2 separate regions of the Pan troglodytes genome follow, and region 2 is linked to region 1. Evidence: chromatin contacts called from public HiChIP or PLAC-seq data. All regions are on one chromosome and are shown on one strand. The core of a region is the stretch at or near the end of the contact, and the rest is flanking DNA. Distances in the headings are between cores, read along the strand shown.

What was found. HiChIP or PLAC-seq counts read pairs in DNA pulled down with a chosen protein or histone mark.
Region 2: a contact with region 1 is called in an H3K4me3 HiChIP or PLAC-seq map of stem cell-derived excitatory neurons, with 2.7 times the contacts expected there. The contact joins the promoter of IDH2 here to the promoter of AP3S2 in region 1. A contact is called at or near these places in 2 of 7 Hi-C or Micro-C datasets (induced pluripotent stem cells and stem cell-derived neural progenitor cells) and 1 of 1 datasets of contacts at active chromatin or transcription factors (stem cell-derived excitatory neurons).

Annotation. Positions count from the first base shown.
Region 1 is chr16:81,682,888-81,689,991 of NHGRI_mPanTro3-v2.0_pri, forward strand. It overlaps AP3S2 (adaptor related protein complex 3 subunit sigma 2), which reads right to left and starts at 4,357. Exons shown (of 6, transcript NM_001242425.2): 1 at 3,896-4,357. The coding sequence starts at 3,964.
Region 2 is chr16:81,891,242-81,898,345 of NHGRI_mPanTro3-v2.0_pri, forward strand. It overlaps IDH2 (isocitrate dehydrogenase (NADP(+)) 2), which reads right to left and starts at 4,603. Exons shown (of 11, transcript XM_510589.9): 1 at 4,350-4,603. The coding sequence starts at 4,464.

The DNA.
Region 1 (7,104 bases), core at 3,107-5,606:
CTCACCAACAAAGTATTATTGAGAAAAATAGATTACAGATTAAAATTTTGAACAGTTACAAATAAAATGTATTATTATTATTATTATTATTTTTAGACAGAGTCTTGTTCTGTTGTCCAGGCAGTGGTGTGATCACAGCTCATTGCAACCTCCACCTCCGGGTTCAAGCGATTCTCCTGCCTCAGCCTCCCCAGTGGCTGAGATTACAGGTATGTGCCACCATGCCCGGCTAATTTTTGTATTTATAGTAGAGATGGGGTTTCACCATGTTGGTCAGGCTGGTCTTGAACTCCTGACCTCAAGTGATCCACCTGCCTTGGCCTCCCAAACTGCTGGGATTACAGGTGTGAGCCACCATGTCTGGCCTTATTTTTTCACTTACTACGTGCATAAGAAAGCTCAACTCTGATGAAATCACTTTGATAACTCACCTTTGATTTCTAATTATACATATGAGTTTCAGAAGAAGTATGGTTAAAAGGGTAAGAGAGGGAGAAACCAGCAATTAAGACAGATAATAATTTAAAGCTCTAGAGCATTGCTTCTCAAATCTTCATTTGCAATGAATCAGCTGTGAATGCTGTTAAAATACAGATTCGGATTTAGCAGGTATAGGTTAAGTCCTGAGATGCAAGTCTAGTAAGCACCCAGGCAATAACATTTCTGCTGGTCTGGGGACCACACTTTGAGTAACGAAGCATAAGAAAACCTTCAAATTGGACTTGCCCCAAGAGTTAGAAAATAGGTTCAAGTAATTTTAATCCCTTTCTTTCTATAGCCCTGAATTTAGCTTTGAAATGGTTATTTAAAAGAAACAGAGAGGAGAAAAAAGGGAAAACGTAATTGTGTGGAAATTACTTTGACTCACGTGGGTATGGAATGGCTCACAGTATTTACTGACTGAATGAAAACTTGCTAATCTTTGGTCACTACAAATTTGAGTAAATTAATCACTATTTTCCTCATTTCCATTTAAAGAACAAACAAAGCTCACAGATGACAGGATGCTGTAGGAGACGAACTCTATATATGCAAAATACAAAACATGCTAAGCATCAGCACTTTTTAAAACTGACAAACACATCTTTTGAACTAAAGCCTTTTATCTGACTCTGGGGGAAGTGGCAGCAGTGGGGAAGTGGTACGAAATGATGAGGCTACCTAATTTCTAGTTCAATAAAAAGGTAAACTACCAATTGCTTACATGCCTCAGTGATTTTAATAACCCCTCATATCTTTTTAGTACTCTGTAGTTTTCAAGGTACTTTCATCCATGAGCTCATGAGGTCTTATAAAAATCCTATGATCCAAAGATACACGAATGGGCAATAAGCACATGAAAAGATGCTCAACCTCATTAGTCATTTTGGAAACTGAAATCAAAACCACAATGAGCTGGGTGCGGTGGCTCACGCCTGTAATCCCTGCACTTTGGGAGGCCAAGACGGGCAGATTACTTGTGGTCAGGAGTTCGAGACCGGCCTGGCCAACACAGCGAAACCCCATCTCTACTAAAAATACAAAAATTAGCCAGGCATGGTCGTGGGCACCTGTAATCCTAGCTACTCAGGAGACTGAGGCAGGAGAATCACTTGAACCCGGGAGGCAGAGGTTACAGTGAACCGAGATCACACCACTGCAGCCTGGGAGATAGAGCGAGACTCAGTCTCGGGGGGAAAAAAAAAGCCACAGTGAGATACCACTTTACACCCACTAAAATGTCTTTAACCAAAAATAAATAAATAAATAACGAATGGCAGGGATGTGAAGAAACTGGAATCATTATACATTGCTGATGGAAATGTAAAATGGTGCAGCCACTTGGAAAATTTGTCAAATAGTTTGCAGTTTCTCAAAATGTTCACCATAGTTACCATATGATCCAGCAATTCTACTCCTAGGTATATAACCAAGAGAAATGAAGTCATAAGTCCACATAAAAACTTGCACAAGAATGTTCATAGCAGCATTAATTAGAAGAGCCAAAAAGCAGAAATATCAACTTATAAATTGACAATCAAAATATGGCATATCCATATAATGGAATATTATTCAGCAATAAAAGAAATGAAGAAGATCAGATACATGCTACAACATGGATGAATCTTGAAAACATTATACTACATGAAACATGGCAGACACACAAAAAACCACTTATTTATGATTCCATTTATAGGCAACGGAATAGGCAAATTCCATTTGCCATTCTGGAACTGGCAAATTTAGAGGGAAAGAAACTCTCTGGGGCTGGGAGAGTCATGGAGAAATAGGGAGTGACTGCTAATGGGCAGAGGTTTCTTTTTGGGGTGATGAAAATGATCTAAAGTTGATTGTGGTGATGGTTACACAGCTTCCGTGAACATGCTAAAAAACACTGAATTGTCCCCTTTAAATAGGTAAACTGGGGCTGGACACAGTGGCTCATGCCTGTAATCCCAGCACTTTGGGAGGCTGAGTCCGGTGGATTGCTTGAGCCCAGGAGTTCAAGACCAGCCTGGGCAACATAGAAAGACCCCGTCTCTATAAGTAAATAACATAAAATAAATAAGTAAACAGTATGGCATGTTAGTTTTATCTCAATAACCCTGTTAGAAAAAAACTAGGGGGGAAATTTGCATACACACAAATGCAAATACAAATAGTTACGCTGAATACTCATATACATACATATATATATATACTTTTTTTTTTTTTTTTTTTTTTTGTGATGGAGTCTCGCTCTTTCGCCCAGGCTGGAGTGCAGTGGCGCTATCTTGGCTCACTGCAAGCTCCGCCTCCCGGGCTCACGCCATTCTCCTGCCTCAGCCTCCTGAGTAGCTGGGACTTGGAGGTGCCCGCCACCGCGCTTGGCTAATTTTTTGTATTTTTAGTAGAGACGGGGTTTCACCGTGTTAGCCAGGATGGTCTTGATCTCCTGACCTCGTGATCCGCCCGCCTCGGCCTCCCAAAGTGCTGGGATTACAGGCGTGAGCCACCGCGCCCGGCCTGAATACTCATATTTTTACCTCGATGTAATCTACTTAATAAAATGTAATCTAGCTTTAAAAATCTTATGAAGGAGTAAAATTATTTTTTCATTTCTAATTGACAAAAGACAATAAAAGTCTGAAAAGGGTTTATTAACTTGTCAACAGACGCAAGAGTAGAAAAGGTGGAGCTGAAGCCTGAACACGTTTTCTGGCACTTTCCCCTCTTCAGTTCCACCAGTCCCCCAATTATGTAACATTTTGAAACCCTGCCATGAATAAATATAATCTTCGAAGACAGGAAGCAAATACTGATGTTTATGTGTTTGCAAAGGAACGTGTTGGGAAAATTCAAATTTACGTAATCACTTATTGAGCCCTTATGCGGCAGCATTTATAATTTCTCATCATTTTTCCACTTTTAAACTGATTTTCTTCAACCCTAAGAGTGAAGGGTATCTAGTCTCAGCCAACACTGAAGCAAAATAATTCCAAAAAAAAAAAAAGAACTTTTCCAGTTCTGGCTATAACAAAAACTTTCAGAAACTTAATATTTCTTCCTCATGAAACTGTGGTCAACAACCAAAAAGATGACAGAATGTGACTTCAATCACTCAAGTTCTCATCGAGGCACACTCCCCACTGTCGCTTCTATCTCGTTCCCAGAGACTCACGGGAAAATGTCACAAAATGGCACAGAAATGCCAGGATCAAGAAAAGGGTCAGCGAGAGCGGGGCAGTAGGGCGGGAGACAGAAGGCCTGGCACCAGCCTGCGCCTAGGTTAAATGCTTAAGTAGGGTGAGGGTCATGCTCGGTGCAGGAGCCCCAGGTGACCAAGGAGCGGTGCCCCCAGGCGCCGAGAGGCCAAAGAGGAGGGAAGACATAGTGGGCGCCCTGAAGGGGCGTGGTGAAGCCGGGCCGCACTCACGAAACGCTGGTAGAAGCGGACTAGCCGTGGCTTCCCATGGTTGTTGAAAACCAGAATCGCCTGAATCATCTTTGCCAGCCACGGTTCTCTCAGCACCGGCTACTCCCAGAAAGCTCCTCCTTCCGCCACAACACGGTCACTTCCGGTTGGTGCGCTGCTGAGAGCGGCACTCGGAAACTTGGCCCCGGCGCTCACGAGCCCTAGCACCCAAGGGTCCGGCCTCTCTGACGCCTTGGAGGGCAGGTGCGGATGCCGAGGAGAGTGGTCACCTCGGCCAGCGTTGGTGGGCCAGTCAGGATGCGAATCCGGATCTGTGTCCCTCGCCCAGACCGACGGGTGGCCCCAGAAGCCGAAACGACCGTCAGCCGGGTTGCCAAAACGGAGAGGCGGCGGGAGCTTGCTTTTCTCACCGCCCGCTCCAAATCATGCACTCCCGCCATCCCCTTAGCGCTCGCAGAACGTTCCGCGGAGTGGAGACGCCGGTCATTCGGCCGTTCGTCGGTTAAGGAACATTTCGTTCATTTTTATTTTTCAGTATTATAATGCTGCAGTGAATTACGTAGCTGTCTCTCCGTGCAGATGGGCTGTTCCTCTATGGTAGACGGTGAATGGTGGAATTAAGGAATTTTTAGTGCATTTCCATTTAAAATCCCAAATCGATCAAGTTCTTATTTTTGTTTGTTCTTTTAATGACCCAGTGTGGGTGAAGTGGAGCACGTCCGTATACTGCAGATGGAGCAGCGGATACAGATGCAAATCGATCCAGAGGACTGTTTGGCGATATGGATCAGAAGCCTTTAAAATATATAACAGTCCGGGCGCGGTGGCTCACGCCTGTAATCCCAGCACTTTGGGAGGCCGAGGCGGGCGGCTCACTTGAGGTCAGCAGTTCGAGACCAGCCTGGCCAACATGGTGAAACCCCGCCTCTACTAAAATTACAAAAATTAGCCGGTTGTGGTGGCGCGCGCCCGTAGTCCCAGATACTTGGGAGACTGAGGCAGGAGAATGGCTTGAACCCGGGAGGCGGAGGTTGCAGTGAGCTGAGATCACACCACTGCACTCCAGCCTGGGTGACAGATATATATATATATAACATTAGACTCAGCGTTTCCAGCTCTAGAATTTATGATAAAATGATTGTGGATGTGTGAAAAGATTTAGCCTCAGGAACATACATTTCTGCCAGAGTATCTTCAGAACAGTAAAAAAAAGAAGAAAAATATATATGTCTCAGCAGTGTTATTACAGGGGAAAATGGGAAGAAAATTATTACAAAAATGAGAAATTGGTTAAGTGCATTGTTCTACATTGAATATGAGAAATATTAAATAGATAATAAAAATCATGCTGGGAAAGATTTATGATACGGAAGTGTTCATGACACCTGTTAAGCTAAAAGATTACACAAAGTATGTACAGGGACAACCCACTTTCCTCAAGATTGGAGGCAAATACACCAAAATATGAATCATGTATCTGATGGAATGGCAGAGTCAGGGTGTTTGATCTGTACAGGACCCTGGAACCACACTGCCCTGATTCAAAGCATGGTTCTGCGGACTGCCTGGGCACCCTGGGCAAGTTTCCCCATCTGTAGAAAAGGTGTAATATCAGTTTCCTAAACTGGAAAACTGGAAAATGAGTCTACTGACTTCAGACAGTTGTTATAAACACAAAGGGAGTTAGTATAATATTTGTAAGCACTTGGACAGTGCATGGCACATAACTGAGTACCACATAAATGATTTAAAAACATCTTTGGGTGGTAGGATTATCAAGTTTTCCTTTTTTTCCTTCAAAGAAATATGTACTACTTTTGCAGCCAGAGTTCTGGGGTTTGCTTGTTTGTTTTTCAGAGATAGGGTCTTACCCAGGTTGGAGTGCAGTGGCACAGTCATACCTCACTGTAACCTCAAACTGCTGGCCTCAGGCAATCCTCCAGCCTCAGCCTCCCAAACCGCCACTACGCCCAGTCCAGTTTTTTGTTTGTTTGAGATGGAGTCTCACTCTGTTGCCCAGGCTGGAGTGCAGTGGCACAATCTTGGCTCACTGCAACCTCCGTCTCCCGGGTTCAAACAATTCTCCTGCTTCAGCCTCCCCAGTAGCTGGGATTATAGGCACATGCCACCATGCCCAGCAAATTTTTTTATTTTTAGTAGAGATGGGGTTTCACCACATTGGCCAGTCTGGTCTCAAACTCCTGACCTCAAGTGATTCACCCATCTCAGTCTCCCGAAGTGCTGGGATTACAGGCGTGAGCCACTGCGCCCGGCATGGCCCAGTTTTTAAATAAATAAAAACCAAAAGTCAATTGCACTGAAACTTGATAAAATGTTTAAAATGTTGAGGAAGAATATCAAAGAAAATTCTGAAACAGAATTATGAAGAAGAACTAGCTCTGCCAACTATGAAAACCTACTTTGATGGTTCAAATTGTAATTATAGGAAGACTAACTGAAATATTATGAATAATTTAGGCACAAAATAATTTTAATATGTGATGTAGGAGTGGGAAGGAATTCAGTAAATACTATTAGGATAACTGGTTAGCAATTTGAAAATAAGTAGTTAGGTATAAAACCAGATAATAACCTAAACAGAAGAAAACGAAATTGAATAAGATCCAAAAATCTGTATTAGCTTAGAAGCAATAAAAATCACAAAACATCAACAGATATATAAAGTTTTTTTATAAAAAGAATTAATGGAAAAATCATTGTTAAAATATGGCAAATGGTTATATTTAAAATGCAAATAACTGATAAACTAAAAAGATAACACTCCCCATCTCCCCAGTAGATAAATGGACAAAAGAATGAATAACAAAAGGAGAAATACAGCTAGGAAAAGGAAAAAATGTTTAAGCTCACTATAAGTGGGGGAAAGGCAAATTAAAATATATTCAAATATTATTTTCACCTCATCAAAAATCATTTTAAAAATGTTTTCATACCCAGTTCTCACAAGGGCAGCATAAAAATGGTTCTCCCCTACATTGCTGGTGAAATTATGGTTCAGAACAACCCTTTTGGGAAGCAATTTGGCAATATAACAAGAACTTTGCAAAAGATTTCTAGATTCTCAGTAATATGACTCCTGGGCATCTGTTCCTAAAGAAATAACCCAAAAATATAGTTAGAGGTGGAGAATTAAGAGAACTATATAATTTTCAACATTTTTGGAAACATTAATTCTGTTAGCCACACAG
Region 2 (7,104 bases), core at 3,353-5,852, 210 kb after region 1:
CACTCACTCATGGCAAGGATGGGCTGGGCTGAAGGCGGCCTCTCCCTTCATTCCATGACAGCCAAGTGCCCTCCAGTGTGGCCCAGGGCACTGGAGTTTGAGACCCCTGTCTGCTGTTCAGCCTGTATGGTGGAGATACAGCCATGGTCTGCCCTTCTCTGGGAGATAAGTGGTGACAAGCTACCTGAAATACACAGAGCAGCAGCTAGGCCTCCCTGAAAACCTCCGAAGTGACAGCCACCACGAATCTTCAGCTGATGCATTGCACAAACACTGTCCTCTTGGCGAGAGCGCAGGATGGAATTACACCAGTCACCAGAGGCACGTTAGGCCGACTCTCCTCCCTGTCTGGGGCTCCTAGCACCCAATACCAAGTAAGGATTTCAAAACACATCCCTGGCTTCTTGCTGCTCCCAGCAGGAGGCTAGAGGTCCAGCCGCAGGCAGCCAGTCCCAGGCATAACTGCTCCCTCCACATTCCTACCCATGCTCTCAGCAGAGAGGCTGCTCAGTCAGCATGTCCCAGCAAAAGATCAGAGAGTGGGGAAAGGTTCCAATTCCTGGGGGCTCAAGAAGGCAGGACAGCAATTTTGTATATTTTATGTATGTATGTATGTATGTATGTATGTATTGAGACAGAGTCTCACTCTGCCGCCTACACTGGAGGGCAGTGGCGTGATCTCGGCTCACTGCAAGCTCCACCTCCTGGGTTCAAGCAATTCTCCTGCCTCAGCCCCTGAGTAGCTGGGACTACAGGCGCCTGCCACCACACCCAGCTAATTTTTGTATTTTTAGTAGAGACCGGGTTTCACCATGGTGGCCAGGCAGGTCTCGAACTCCTGGCCCCAACTGATCCGCCTGCTTCGGTCTCCCAAAGTCCTGGGAGCCACCGCACCCGGCCAGAACAGCCATTTTGGAACAAACTCTAGTAGATTCCTTGGTGTCATCCTTCATTCCTTCCGTTCTCTCACATCCACATCCAAACCACCAAAACCAGAAGCCACCCTCAGACAAGCCCACCCTTACCATAAGTGAGTGCCTGCTGCGTATCTAGATTTTTATGTAAAATCTCCTGAATTGGAACCTTTCCCCACTACTGGCTCTTCCTTCAAAATATATCCAGAATCCAACCACTTCTTCACCATCCCCAGCGCCACCACCCAGGTCCAAGCCATCATCCTCTCTTGCCAGGTCCCTGAAGCTAGAATGCTCCCGATAAGATGGAAATCAGGTAACAACACTCCTCTCAAAACCCTGCAAAGTAAAAGCCAAAGCTCTCAAAAATGGCCTGTGAGCCCTCTACAGACCCCACTGCCGAACCTCATCCTGTCACTCCACCTGGTGCCTGCTGAGCCAGCCTTCGCACCATCCACTCTGCTCTTCCATCATGCCCTTGGCACCTGCAAGTCCCTCTTCCCCCAATACCGAAAATGGCCTGCTTCCTCCCCTCCTCAGCGATTCCTTCAGTGAGGACTTTTCTGGCTGCCCTATACAAACTTTTGTGCACACACCTTTCTTGCCTGTTTCTCCTTAGCTCTTTTTTGGGGGAGAAGGGGGAGGCAGGGTCTTGCTTTGTCACCCAGGCTAGACTGCAGTGGCACAATCGTACCTCACTGCAGCCTTGACCTCCTGGGCTCAAATGATCCTCCTGAGTAGCTAAGACCACAGACATGCACCATCGTGCCTGGCTAATTTTATTTTTTATTTTTGTAGAGATGGGGTCTCACTATATTGCCCAGGCTGGTCTGGAGCTCCCAGCCTCAAGCAATCCTCCCACCTCAGCCCCCCAAAATTCTGGGATTACAGGTGTAAGCCACAGTGCCTGGCCTTCCTTAGCTCTTGTACCCATATATCATACTAGTCAACATCTATCTTGCTTACTGTCTGCCCCCTCCCACATCAGAATTTGAGCTGCTAAGGGTTTTGAAAGAGTCTCTGCTGGTTTTATTCCCAGCTCTATCCCCAGCACCCGGCATGGTGTCTGGCACAAAGTAGGAGTATACTACTTTTGTCAAAGACATAAATAAAGGTCAAGTTGAAGTCAACTCCATCTGTGGTCAGGGCTGCCCTGCCCTCACCTTCTGTTTCACGGAATGTGCTTCCTCCCCTCTCACCCATCTGGTATGCATTGCCACACAGGGGCCAGTGAGTTCTTACCAGCAGCCTGCACCAGATGTACACGGGTGGCATCTCTCTCCAGCAATAGGCCCCATGCCCTGAAGAAGCTTACAACCTACAGTGTACTAATATTTGCAATCTGCTGGTATTTTTAACATGGGTTTACAGAGTATAAACCCCAGGGAAGGCCACAGACCCTGGCTTCCAGTAATCTGAGAGCAGTTTCCAGCACCTCATGCCCTGAATGGAACCAGCCCAAGGGCCCTCAACTTCACACAGAAGATCTGGGAGCAGGCCTCAGCCATTCCAAAGAGGCTTTTCCTCAGTACCTACTAGGCCTAAACACAACCACCCCAATCAGCTCTGGCAGGGCAGCTAGGGCCTTATCTGACGTGGCAGAAAGATCTGCACACTTAAGGGGCAAGAATTAAGAAGTTTCGGGTTAGGAGTGAAAGAAGGCTAGATAAGTAATTCTGCCACTGAGCCGTTCACAGAACTGGTCCGCACTGCCCCAAGCTCTAACTTACCAGAAACATCACCAACAGTCGCTGGAAGCCTATGGCGTTGCAAAATAGGAAAAGATGCGTGCAGGAATTACCAGGCAGCAAAGACACGGGGCTCTTTTAGCCCCAAAATATTCTTTCCTTGTCATCAAGAGGAATGCCAAGGATTCTGTCTCCAGCTGCGTTGCCAGGTAACAAGCTGGCAGAGTCGCAACTGTATGGTCTGATGTCCAACTCCAACACCAAGCAATTTCCCCATTCATAACCAACCCACATGGGGACTTCTAGAAGGGCCTGCAACTGACTGCTTTTTCTGTATCCAAATTCAGGACCCTTAAAAGGGGCTTTGTGTTCCTGTTTGTGTGTGTTTTTCGGGTTGTTTGTTTCGTTTCTTTTTTTTTTTTTTTACCATCAAGGCAGAAAAAAAGGGAGAATTAAAGAATGTGGCTAACTTCCACCATATTTTTGCTGAAGGTGGTGTGCTATATGGGAATCTTTGGGTCCTGGGGCACTTGGAACCTGGGAGTTGTTGGGCAGATCCCTGAGGTAGATTCCCAGAGGTACAAAAGCAGACATGCCCCTTTCTCCTTGGCAGGGAAGGTAGGACTGGGGCCCAAGCCTCCCTACCCCCCGGCTCTAGTCAGCTGCTCCCACAATCCGGTTAACCATTACCTCCTCTGGCCAGGTCAGGGCCGGCGGGCCCCACCCCCTCTTCCTCACTCTCCTGGCTCACTGCAAGGGGCTCCTGGCCAGATTAGGATAGGGGTTTCCATGGCAACAGGCATTAGGCAGGGCCAAGGGACCTACATTGTTCCCTGCCTTTTGTAGCTGTGTTGGGTAGCCAGGGTGAGGGGGCAGGCCGATGCCCACACGCCAGGCAAGGCAGCCTGCGTTGGCAACGGAGGCTCGGGCTAAGTCTTGCTTATTACGACCCGACTACTGTCTTCCCTCCTAAGCAGGGAACTAAGGGTACCCAGAAGCCGTGGGAACGATTCCGCAAAGTGACATTTTGCGCGGGCTGCCAGGTCTCTGCAGCGAGTGAGCCAGGCAGGGAGGGCATGTGCCTGCCAAGGCAGGTCAAGTCAAGGAGAGGCCCCAGGATGGAGCCTCAAGTGCAGCGATGAAGGCGAAGGGGTGGGGGTGGGGGCGGCCAAACAAAAGGGGAAAATTAAAAAGGACGCTCCTCCAGCTGTCGTGTAAAAGGCTCCAAAAATAGCTGACGTGGGCCTGGTATCAGCGCGCGCCTGGCTGAAAAGGAAGGGGAAGTGCATGTCTCCCGCCTCCCAGCCTTTGTCTGAGCAGGGGCCGAGCCACGACCCTCCCTCTCGCCAGGAGAGCGCGCGGGGTGCTCCAGCCCCCCACGGGTGCTCGTCTCGTTCCAGGGGCGCAGGGCGGGCAGGCCACCCTTCGGGTCCGGGACACTCTCAGGACCCCCTCCCGAAATACCTAGGGGCGCGCGGCAGCTCCGAGCCCCCGCCCGCGCAGAACTGGCCGTCGCCCGGGCCACCAGTTGCCACCGTCCCTCAAGTCCCCACCCCAGCGCCTGGCACGGCCGGGAAGCGCCGGGCGGGGGAGCGCGGAGCGAAGCTGCCCCCCGGCCCTTTGTGCGCCTGACCCCGCCGTCCCCGGGCTGCGGGCTGGCGGGACGTGCTTCCCGGCCCCAGCCTGGGAAGCCGCCACGTCGCAGCTGGGGGCGCGCGCCTGCCTGGACCCTCCGCGCGGCACTCACAGTGGCGCCGCGGCTGCTCTTGCGAGGTGGGGGCTGTCAGGGCCGCCGGCGCCCAGGCCGGCCGCGAGCCTGAGGCTCTGCAGAGCGAGCGCACGACCCGCAGGTAGCCGGCCATCCCAAGCTGGAGAGCGAACGAGCAGGGCGGGAGAGGTCCGAGCGCGCGCCGCTCCTCCCGGCTGCCTGGCCGCGGGCTAACGCTGGGCCTGGCGGGCGCGGGCCGCGCGGGCACCACCGGGGCGGGGCTGCCGGGCCCGCCGCCCCATTGGGCCTTGCCGGAGAGGAGGCGGGGCCAGGGCCGCCGACGCCTCCAGCGTCCCGCGGGAGCCGGGACCCGGCGGCCAGGCCCGGCTGGTGCTTCTCTGGGCGCCGCTGAAAGCCCAGCTCTGCAGGAGCTACAGGCGTGAGACCCACCGGGACCCGCGAGCGGAATCAGGGCTGGGGGAATAGCAGAGCCGCTTGCGAGGCTGACCCTCTCCAGGATGCCCCATGTAAACCTGGATGTCAGTTTCTGACGCTTTAGCTTAAACCCAAAGGCCAATCTGAGCGAACTCTTGCTTCCCTCGCCTGCCGGGCTGAACCCAAAGGCGCATTAGCCCAGTGCGGCTGCTTCATTCTTGAGCTAAGACCACCGGCGGCGTCTGCGCCTCCGCGAGTCCGCTGTCACGTCCAGCTGGTGTAGAGAGAGTTGAAATCTCACTTTGGGCCGGGCGCGGTGGCTCACGCCTGTAATCCTAGAACTTTTGGGAGGTCGAGGCAGGCGGATCACTTGAAGTCAGGAGTTCGAGAACAGCCTGGCTAACATAATGAAACCCCTGTCTCTACTAAAAATACAAAAATTGGTCGGGCATGGTGGCGCGCGCCTGTAATCCCAGCTACTCAGGAGGCTGAGGCGGGAGAATCACTTGAACCTGAGAGGCAGAGATTGCAGTGAGCTGAGATCATGCCACTGCACTCCAGCCTGGGCAACAGAGTGAGACTCCGTCTCAAAAAAAAAAAAAAAAAAAAAAAAAAAACCACGAAAAAAGAAATATGATTGGACCAGAAGGCCAATAACCTGAGTGGGGAAACCCAGCAAGTCCTGTCCGTGTAGATTCTTCTTGACCTTTCTCTGCAGCATTCCTTCCTTCTGAGTACGGGGCAGGACTCTCTCTGGGATGGAGGGGTCTTAGGACCTGCAAGTAAACAAGGTAGGTCAGATAATTTATGGCCAGTTTTTACCCAGAAATGTGTGGGAGAAAGTTAGAGTAATATTTTTGGGTTCGATGTCTGGCTTTGGGGGAGAAGGGCTCTGGTTTCTATGACCTGCCTTGAGGAAGAAGGATTCCAGTTTCTATGGCTGGCCTCGGAGGAGAGTGAGGGGCCAAAGACGGGAGGGAGGGAGAGGGTCAGAGAGAGCTGCTCCTGAGGCCTGCATTTTGGGGTATTGTTTTCTGAGACCCTAGAGTAGTCAAACAGCCTCAGTAGAAAGTTACATTTTTGCCTGTTCGCATATAAAAGATGGGTTTGTTTGTTTGTTTTAATTAAAAATAGAGATGGGGGGATCTCACTATGTTGCCCAGGCTGGTCTCCAGCTCCTAAGCTTAAATGATCCTCCCGCCTCGGCCTTGCAAAGCACTGGGATTACAGGTGTGAGCCACTGCACCTGGCCACAAAAGACAGTTGTAATTGATTCTGCCACAAACAAAGTTTCTCTCTTCATCTGTTTTCTTAAACTAAGACACCAGCTGAGGGCTGGGTTTTATTTGGAAAAACCTGACCTCTTTCCCTTCTCTGCTTTCCCAGTCACGCTAATTCACTCCAAATAGGAGCAACCTTTCTCTTCTGTGTTCTCAGCCCTCCCCTCCACTGCCTCACAGTCAACATTGCCAGGTGGAGCTGGGCCAGGAAGGTGACCTTCAACTAGTGACTTCAAAGCTCCCCTCACCAAGTCCTAGCCGGCAGAGCTACTACTCTGGCCGTGGGATCCAGAAGGCTGAGCCCAAGGAAGGGCTGCTTTTGGGCCCCCCAGAGTCTGAGGCCTCTGTCAAAGGCCTGGTCTTGGGCCAGCTTGTGCCAGAAAGACCCCTTATCCCTTTGACTCTGTTCAGAATTCTGTTGCTCCAAACACAAATAGAGACCATGGAAGCCTCTGGCATTTGACTTTCCTGCCAACCTGGTATTATCAGGTGCCTGGATCTCAATATCCACACCTGTAAACTGGAAGACTGGACCCCTGAAGATCCTTCTGGTCCAAACAATCAGACTTATGCATGTCAGCCACCCACACTGCCACCTCTGAAATGGCGGTAATGAAATTGCTGCCCCCCTCCCCCCACCAAGGACTTGCCCCTTCCTCTGCATGTTGGACTCGTATCTCAGAGGCCTGGCCAGAGGCAGCACTGTAGGTGTGTTCCAGAGTCTGGTCTTTGCCTGCTGAGGGATCAGAGGGGGAGCACTTGTGTTCCTTGTAAGCACAGCAGCAGCTGGAGGCAACTGAGGCAAAATCTTTAAACTGCTTCTAACTGCCTGCCTCCCAGGGCCCCAGCTCCACGCCAGCCTTTCCCGTAAATCCCTGTTTGGTGAGGCAGCTGATGCCAGCTCCATTTGGCTCGTAGAGGTTACCACACTTGCTCAATGTCACACTGCTGGGAAGTAGTAAAACTCCAGTTCAAATCAACATACCTGGCCCATATTCCATTACTGTTTTTTTGTTTTTTCCGAGACAGGGTCTCACTCTGTTGCCCAGGCTGGAGTGCAATGGTATGATCATGGCTCC